2 separate regions of the Capsicum annuum genome follow, and region 2 is linked to region 1. The links are chromatin contacts, called in public Hi-C maps. All regions are on one chromosome and are shown on one strand. The core of a region is the stretch at or near the end of the contact, and the rest is flanking DNA. Distances in the headings are between cores, read along the strand shown. Region 1 holds the start of LOC107850338 (putative proline-rich receptor-like protein kinase PERK6). Region 2 has its middle 17 kb from the start of LOC107850283.

What was found. A called contact is a pair of places that touch in the nucleus more often than the background predicts.
Region 2: a Hi-C map of placenta shows a contact between it and region 1, with 3 times the contacts expected there. The contact joins the enhancer-like site here to the promoter of LOC107850338 in region 1. A contact is called at or near these places in 4 of 5 Hi-C or Micro-C datasets (leaf, pericarp and placenta).

The regions. Positions count from the first base shown.
Region 1 is chr8:169,089,987-169,094,096 of UCD10Xv1.1, reverse strand. It overlaps LOC107850338 (putative proline-rich receptor-like protein kinase PERK6), which reads right to left and starts at 1,693. Exons shown (of 11, transcript XM_016694793.2): 1 at 1,558-1,693; 2 at 1,421-1,470; 3 at 392-1,232. The coding sequence starts at 1,175. LOC107850339 (ras-related protein RABG3f) reads left to right here and starts at 2,577. Exons shown (of 7, transcript XM_016694796.2): 1 at 2,577-3,127. The coding sequence starts at 3,075.
Region 2 is chr8:169,128,264-169,132,373 of UCD10Xv1.1, reverse strand. No RefSeq gene overlaps it. Among protein-coding and RNA genes, the nearest start is that of LOC107850283, 17 kb to the left of the region's middle. Within about 2 kb of position 2,008, at least 1 of the 5 cell types and tissues checked has an H3K27ac peak or open chromatin away from gene starts, as enhancers often do. A contact at or near this core is called in pericarp, where this site is marked.

The DNA of each region.
Region 1 (4,110 bases), core at 444-2,943:
AAGGTTACCCAAAAAGTAAAGTAAGAATTTCACGTCGTTAGAATTTCACATATTTACATGAACATTATTGCTAAAAGAAAAATACGTTGAAATTCTAAAATGAAAAAAAAAAAGAAAAAGAGGAGATATTGAGATATAAACATTCATTTGATATTACAGCTTTTGAACCTTTTTGAACAATTGTGTAAAGCAGAGATGCAAAAATTAAATACAAATCTAAGAACCTACCTTTTGAACCTTTTTGGCTTTTATACCTATAAATCGAATCGGTATTTAGTAATTTTGCTTTTATTGATTTTTTTTTTTGACCTTATGTATGGCGTATTTTATCTAATATATACATTATGTCAAAATTAAAGCACATGGTAAGTAAGAAAGATAAGATATATACTCATTGCTCCACGAGAATTGTCTTGGTAGTAGCCCATTTGATTATGCTTCATTTGATTCTGCTTTCTTTTCTTTTTCCTCTTACAACAAGAGATGAGAAAAATGATCATGACAATAAATAATACTCCAGCGCCAGCTGCAACTCCTATCTTGATTGCAGCTGTGGTATCTTTGCTAACTGAGTCTGTTGATTCAGTCTTTGGAGGGGAGAGAGGTCTTGAGTTTGGAGAATAATTAAGTGATGATGGAGAGGGTGGAGGAGGTGGTGATAGCGGAGATTTTGATGAATTTGATGATTTTGGTGGAGGTGATGATGGAGGAGGTGACTTGTTACCGGAGTTGTTGTTATTATTATTATTCCCATTATTATTGTTCCCATTATTATTGTTGCTATTGTTATTGTTGTTGTTGTTATTGTTGTTATCATTTGGAGGAGAGCTATCATTTTTTCCATCGTTATTAGAAGGAGGAGGAGATTGAGAGTTTGAATTATTGTTGTTGCTATTATTATTATTGTTGTTGTTGTCATTATTGTTATTTGAAGAAGAGGAGTTATTATCTTTCCCAGATGATGAATCATTATTAGGAGGGGGAGATTGAGAGCTTGAATTATTGTTATTATTATTATTATTATTATTATCAGAAGAAGAAGAGTCTTCTGTTTTAAAAGAAGGAGATTGAAACTTTGAATTATTTGATGGAGATGAGGAGGAGGAGGACGATGAATCTGATGATGGAGAGCCCCCATTCGATGACGAAGACATTTTTATAAAAGTCTTTGTCATGATTATCCGTGTTAGGATAAATTACACAGATTTCACCGATCTCCCAAGTATTGATCCCTGCTCATTGAAAAAGTTCAAATGAAATCTACTTTTGTTAATCAGGAATTCACAAAAATCATCAATACAATAATAAGAAAACATGAGGTTAAAGCATGATATCAATAACAAAAAAATATGAAACTAATCATAATCAATGATCCCATTATTAAAATATTATAATTAATTGCTTAACGATGAGATAGTACCTTACGGAATCAATACTTCATATAATTATTTCGTAAATGATACCAGAAGCCTATATATTTATGGAAATAACAAAGATTAATAAGATGAAATCTTAAATTAAGAAGAAGAAAGAGAGGAGGAAAAGAGAAATGTGTACCTTTAGGAGAAAGGCAGCGAGGATTCTCAAAGAAACAGAAGTTTTACATGATGCATAATAATAATTTTTACCATGAAACTAAGAGATGTCTTTTCATCCTCACATTCCTCCTAAAATAAGGGAACTAATCACCTTGCTTTTAAAAAAAACAGCACATTTAGTTAATGCTTATTTAATTAATTAGAGGACTAAATTATAGGGGAAACCTTAAATTTTGACTTTAACTTTCCTAGACATCTTATTTGTCGAATTAGAAATAATTATATTTCACTTATTCTTTTGTCTTATTTATAAGAGCGAGTTAAGCAGTTGAAGAGATCGACATATCTGTTTGTGCTGCTTGCTTCAACTACTTAAATCATAATTTTACCATATCATTCCTAATTAATTATTATAAATTATTTACGTATTATAAATTAATAATATTTAATAAAAATAAGTAAAATAAACATTTGTTACATGTCTACTTCAGCTGCTTCAATCATAATTTTATTATATGACCCATAATTAATTATTATAAGTCATCTAATTATTAAAAAATTAATAATATTTAATAGAAAAAAATATAAAATGATAAATTAACTCTTAATATTTTAAATTAACGTGTATAATTATACAATTTGCTCAATCTAGTTTGGTCTTAGTAATTTGCTCAAATAATCAGTTAGTACTTTCTAGATATGAAAATTTCTCTGTGTATTATTATACTTTTGACCATACATGTGATATTCTTTCCATTTCTTACGCTCTATTATTTCATACAAAATGTCAACCTCATAATTACTTTTTTTTTTTTTAGTTTATACGTTGACATAAAAATTTCACCAAGACTTATCAATCATAAAATTTAAACAAAAAAATAAGAGGTCTTATTAAAGTACGTCATCATCTAGTGCTAAAGATTTAGATGTTGCCATTGCAAAAATCGATTAATTTCTTATTTTTTAATTGCAAAGTGAAGAAAGGCTCAAACAACAGTGTATTTTGCAACATGCAAACTTAAGAATTTCGAGGATTTCAAGACATTTAATATCATATCATACTACCTTGTAATTTACCAAAGATATACTACAACAAAATTTTCTCGAATCATGGTTCCAGATTTCAATAATCAACACCAAATTCAATTCGATTCGACTTCAGTAACCTTGTTATGTACAGTAAAAAATTAATTAATTGAATACTCTTTCAAAAAAAATCATAATACAAAGCATATAAATCATAAATTGCTTTTTAACATACTATATATGAATTCATGAAATGTTTGACTTACCAAAACCGACCCAGTAAAATTCTGCACTATTTCATTTTCAATTACAGCTGCTACTACAAAAACTAGGCAATCATTTTTTGTGCTAGACGAGAAACGTCTAAAATTGCCAACTGTCTGTGTTCCTCACGCCACACACATACGCATACGCATATACAGAGAGAGAGAGAGAAGAGAGAGAGAGAGAGAGGCGCGGAGTTTTGTGTGAATAGAGAGTGTTGTTCTGGTCAGATCGAGTCAACTGAAGATGCCTTCTCGCCGGCGAACTCTTTTGAAAGTCATTATCCTCGGCGACAGCGGGTCTCTTTTACTACTCTACTACTTGTGCTCTACTGTTTTAGGGTTTAGTAAACGCATGATTCATCGCTCTTCCTGATTCTATTTCCGCAACTAGCTACTATGTTTTGTTTAGTCAGTTAGCAGATTGAATTTGAGTTTTTGATTACGATGATCTGAGATTGGGATGATTAGACAGGATTTGCGTATATAGTCCAGTAGTTGGCAGTTGACGCGATGTTGATTTGATTATATGATTTATCCTGATCTAATTCTCAGCAGTTGCTGAATTTTCAGTATTTGTCGACTAACTAATTGGCAATTGAAGCGTTGTTGATTTGATTATGTGATTTATCATTGCTGAATTTTCAGTATTTGTCCACTAACTAATTGGCAATTGACGCGTTGTTGATTTGATTATATGATTTATCCCGATCTAATTCTCAGCAGTTGCTGAATTTTCAGTATTTGTCCACTAACTGATTGGCAATTGAGGCGTTGCTGATTTGATTTATCGTGATCTAAGTTCCATGAGTTGCTGAATTTTCATTGAATTTTCATTTCTTAGATTGGGCTAGAGAGGAATGATTAGAGAGGATTCGTGTACATAGTCCGAGGGTAATTAGTTGACAATTGAGGCGTTGTGCATTTGATTACTTGATTTATCCTGATTTGTGCATTTGATTGCTTGATTTATCCTGATTTAAGTTCCACAAGTTGCTGAATTTTCATTTCCGAGATTGGGATAGAGCAGAATGATTAGCTAGGATTCCTGCATATAGTTGAGTTTAATTAATTGGTGATTGAGTCATCGTTGATTTAGCGATATAAGTTCCACAAGTTGCTGAATTTTCATTTCTAGGATTGGGATAGAGCGGAATGATTAGAGAGAGTCGTGCATACAGTCGACTCTAACTAGTTGGCAATTGAGGCGTTGCTGATTTGATTATTTGATTTATTGTGATCTAAGTTCCACAAGTTGCCGAATTTTCATTACTGAGATTGGG
Region 2 (4,110 bases), core at 759-3,258, 38 kb before region 1:
TTTTACAGGGATAAGATTAGTTAAATATTTAAATTTTAAAAATAAAAATATTGGACGTGCATGAGTTAGTTTAGTTTAGTTTATTAGTCTTTTATAGAATAATATTTTATTGTAGTATCTCTTTGTTTTCTTTAAAAATTAAAAAGATGTAAAGTCAAAATACTTTTTTAGAATAAATTTATGTTTATTTTTCAAATCAAATTCAACCAATTTATATTATAATTTAAATACAACAACAACAACAACAAACCCAGTGTATTCCCACTTAGTGGGGTCTGGGGGGTAAGATGTACGCAGTCCATACCTCTACCTCTGATGAAGTAGAAAGGCTGTTTCCGAAAGACCCCCGGCTCAAGTCACGAGATATCACACAAATACTTTTTTAAATTATCTTATTTTTTAAATTTAAAAATACTTTTATGTAAAATAATTAAAGTAACTTCTAGTTTTTGAAATATTTTTAAGAATATAAACAAAAAAAAAATAATGACTAATTCATCTAAAAAATGGAAGTTAATATTTTTAGCCAGATGTAACAAAATCTAATAACATGACAATTTCAATTCCAAAATTTTAATGAATTTTTGTGTAATTATTATTCTTTCTAAAAATAGCTAAAGAAAAATTCAACTATTATATTTTTATATTAAATATGATTTTATTTTTTAAAAATTATTTTACAAATCAAATTTTAAATCAACATATGTACTTAATAATTAAGATATAAATTAAATTCAAATATGATAATTCAATTAAAATTTATTTTAAGTTTAATAAATGATATAAGATCTAACAACTTCTAAATAATAAAAACAGGTTATATAAATTCCTTAAATAATGATTGCATGTTTTTCTTATATTGTAACTTCCCATTTTTTTTTTTTTGAAATAGAAAATATTTAATTAATTCTAATTTTAAGTTAAAAAGCAATAACTAATTTTACCTAACCTAACTAATTTGTCCTAAAAAGTAACACATGACAGTCTTTTATACTGACGTTTGACAACAATCTATGCTAGACTTTCTTGCTATTTAGTATATATAGACTTACAAATCAAATTTTAAATCAACGTTTGTACTTGATAATTAAGATATAAATTAAATTCAAATATGTCAATTCAATTAAAATTTAGTTTAAGTTTAATAAATGATATAAGATCTGATAACTTCTAAATAATAAAAACAGGTTATATAATTTCCTTAAATAATCACTGCATGTTTTTCTTATATTGTAACTTCCCCTTTTTTTTTGAAATAGAAAATATTTAATTAATTATAATTTTAAATGAAAAAGCAATAACAAATATTACCTAACCTAACTAATTTGTCCTAAAAAGTAACACATGACAGTCTTTTATATTGACACTTGACAACAATCTATGCAAAATTTTCTTGCTATTTAGTATATATAGATGCGTAAAATAGATGGATCGAGTTGAATTAAGACGAATCAAATAAATTGATACATTATCGATTCACTCAAATGTTACTTGAGCTAAAACACATGTCAAAACTCGATTCACCAATTGTTATTGAGTTTTAATTTTTTTTTTTTTTTTTAGTATCTAATAAAATTGTTGTTCTTTCCTTTTTGGCTATATAACATACTTATCAAATAAAAATATATGTCTTAAATTTTTTTTCTAATAAAATTTCTCATGAATTAGTTTGAATTAGATGTCAGCTTAAATGATTGAAATGTGTTTAGCTAATGAATGGTGGATCAATAATTAGTCCAAACTTGAGCTGGTTATGATTTCATTGGTTAATGTTGTCACCTCTAACTTTGACAAACACATACGATTCTTATGATGTAGAGTCTCACTCAAATAAAGTGTGTTTTCAATACAAATGAAAATGTTTTTAAAGAGGATAAGTGGATTTTTTTTTTGATATTTGTTATGTCAGTAAAAAATTATCATATAAATAATTTTATAGATAAGAATTATGGGAGGTGGGGAGGTAAGAAGGGGGCTATAGGAGGTGGGATGTTGAAGATGAGGTGTGGGATGGGGAGAGCATAATCAATTTGGAATATCACTCGTTGAATTTGTTTACCTATTTTTGTTAGTAATGTTTTTTTAAGGAATTTGTTTACCTATTTTTGTTAGTAATGTTTTTTTAAGGAACTAGCTTAGGATATGTGTGTTGCACGTGTATCAAGTGTTAAAAAATAAATAATTGTGTGTACTTTATTTTATTAAGTATTTTTTAAAAAAAAAATATAACAAATAATTTTAAAAGATAAAAAAGTGTAATTAATTAAAGAGGAATATGATATATGACTGTCAAATTAATAATTAAGAAGCGAAATTAAATGTAATCAAAACTATATTCCCCATTTAAATTTATTTTATGTAATCTTTTTTATAAGTTGAGACGTTTCGAATTAATGACAACCAGAGTCAATACATTTTAAATAATATTTTGGCAATCTCCTATGTCTAAAAGTACTTTGTTCTTAACGAAAAGTTATTTTATTCACCAAATTATATATTTTTATCAAACTGCAAGCGTATTATTCATTTTCATTAATAAAAATATATAAAAATATGGCTTGCATGTGTTTTAGTTTTCACTTCTGCTATAAGATAAGACATCACAACTGATCTTTTTCATTAATAAGACTCAAAAAATCAAGTCAAATATTTACTATTGACTATTTCATAGTGGAGAAAAAATAAATATAATAAATTAACATAAAACACCAACACGAACCAAAATAAATAAAAGGATAAGAAACGACAACATACAAATATAAAAATTTAAGACCCCTTTTAAAAATAAAAAATATAGAAACTTCTTCTTGCTCAACCTAGTTTTTTTTCCCTTTGAGTTCAATCTTATCAACCTTTGAGTCAACGCTTTCGCAGCCTGCCTTTCCATTCTTCGCTCTATTTCAATCATTTCTTTTAGTAGATGGAGTACCCGTGGACTGCCTGTATATCTCTAGATGTTCGCCACTGCCAACCATTTACACCTCCTCATTGGGGATGACTTAAGACTTGAGTCTTACTTCCAAGCCAATCTTATGTGCAACAATCTTCATCCTATTCAACCTAAATTCTAAATTCATATCTCTTATACTTAAAAACAAAAATATTATAATGACCTTAATTTTTTGTCTCCTTCAATTTTTTTTGCTCAAGATAATACTACTTGATGATATAGTGATCACAAAAATTAAAGGACTGCAAGCCACTTTATTAAATTTGTAAAATTTAAAGTAAGAAAATAATTAGACTTCAATTTACTTGTGATTAATGAATTAAAATCTAACGCCAAACTTAACAATATTTTGGTTATATGTTTGTTTCAAGCTAAATTTTTGGATTTTTATAGCAACTCAATTTTTTCATGACAAAACATTTTTTATAATTTTTCTCGCACAAACATTATTTTCTTGTATATTTTGTTTAACAAAATCTCTTGGTATAAATAAAAATAAGTGACATTCATATTTTATTTTATAGCAATGTATGTGCACATAGTATAAAACATATACTTTTTAAATTTATAATCAGCTTCATTTAGTTTCTTGTCAACAATATCTTCAAAAAATTGTGAAATGTTATAAATATTCAATTTTAGATTGAAAGTTAAACTAAATATAAAATAGATTTTCTTGAGGATAATCGGTCCTCGCACATAGATACAACTCTTGTTTGTTTAATAATTTATATAGAGCTACTTAATGAATTGATTTTTCAATTCTATGAACATACTCATTTATATATGTCATCTAATTTTAGTTTTAAACAACTTCAACATCTTAGATTATAGATATCATAAAATATCTTTTCAAGGAGTTCAATTATTTACAAATCTAACATGGAGTACACATTTCAAATCGCAAGAGATGAAGAAATCTATGAATATTGTGACACTTAAGAGGTTAATTTTATGTACAATTATAAATTTATAACCTCGTCAGTGTTACTCCTTATTTATTCTTTATTACGACAAAATAAATTCACATGAAAATCGTTAATGAATTACTTGCTAACAACTCAATACTCAAAACATCTTTTGTTTAGCTTTTTTATTCTTTCTCTAAGAAGTTATATACCTTATTTTTGCTATGTTTTTTTTTTCTTAAAAAAGTACTA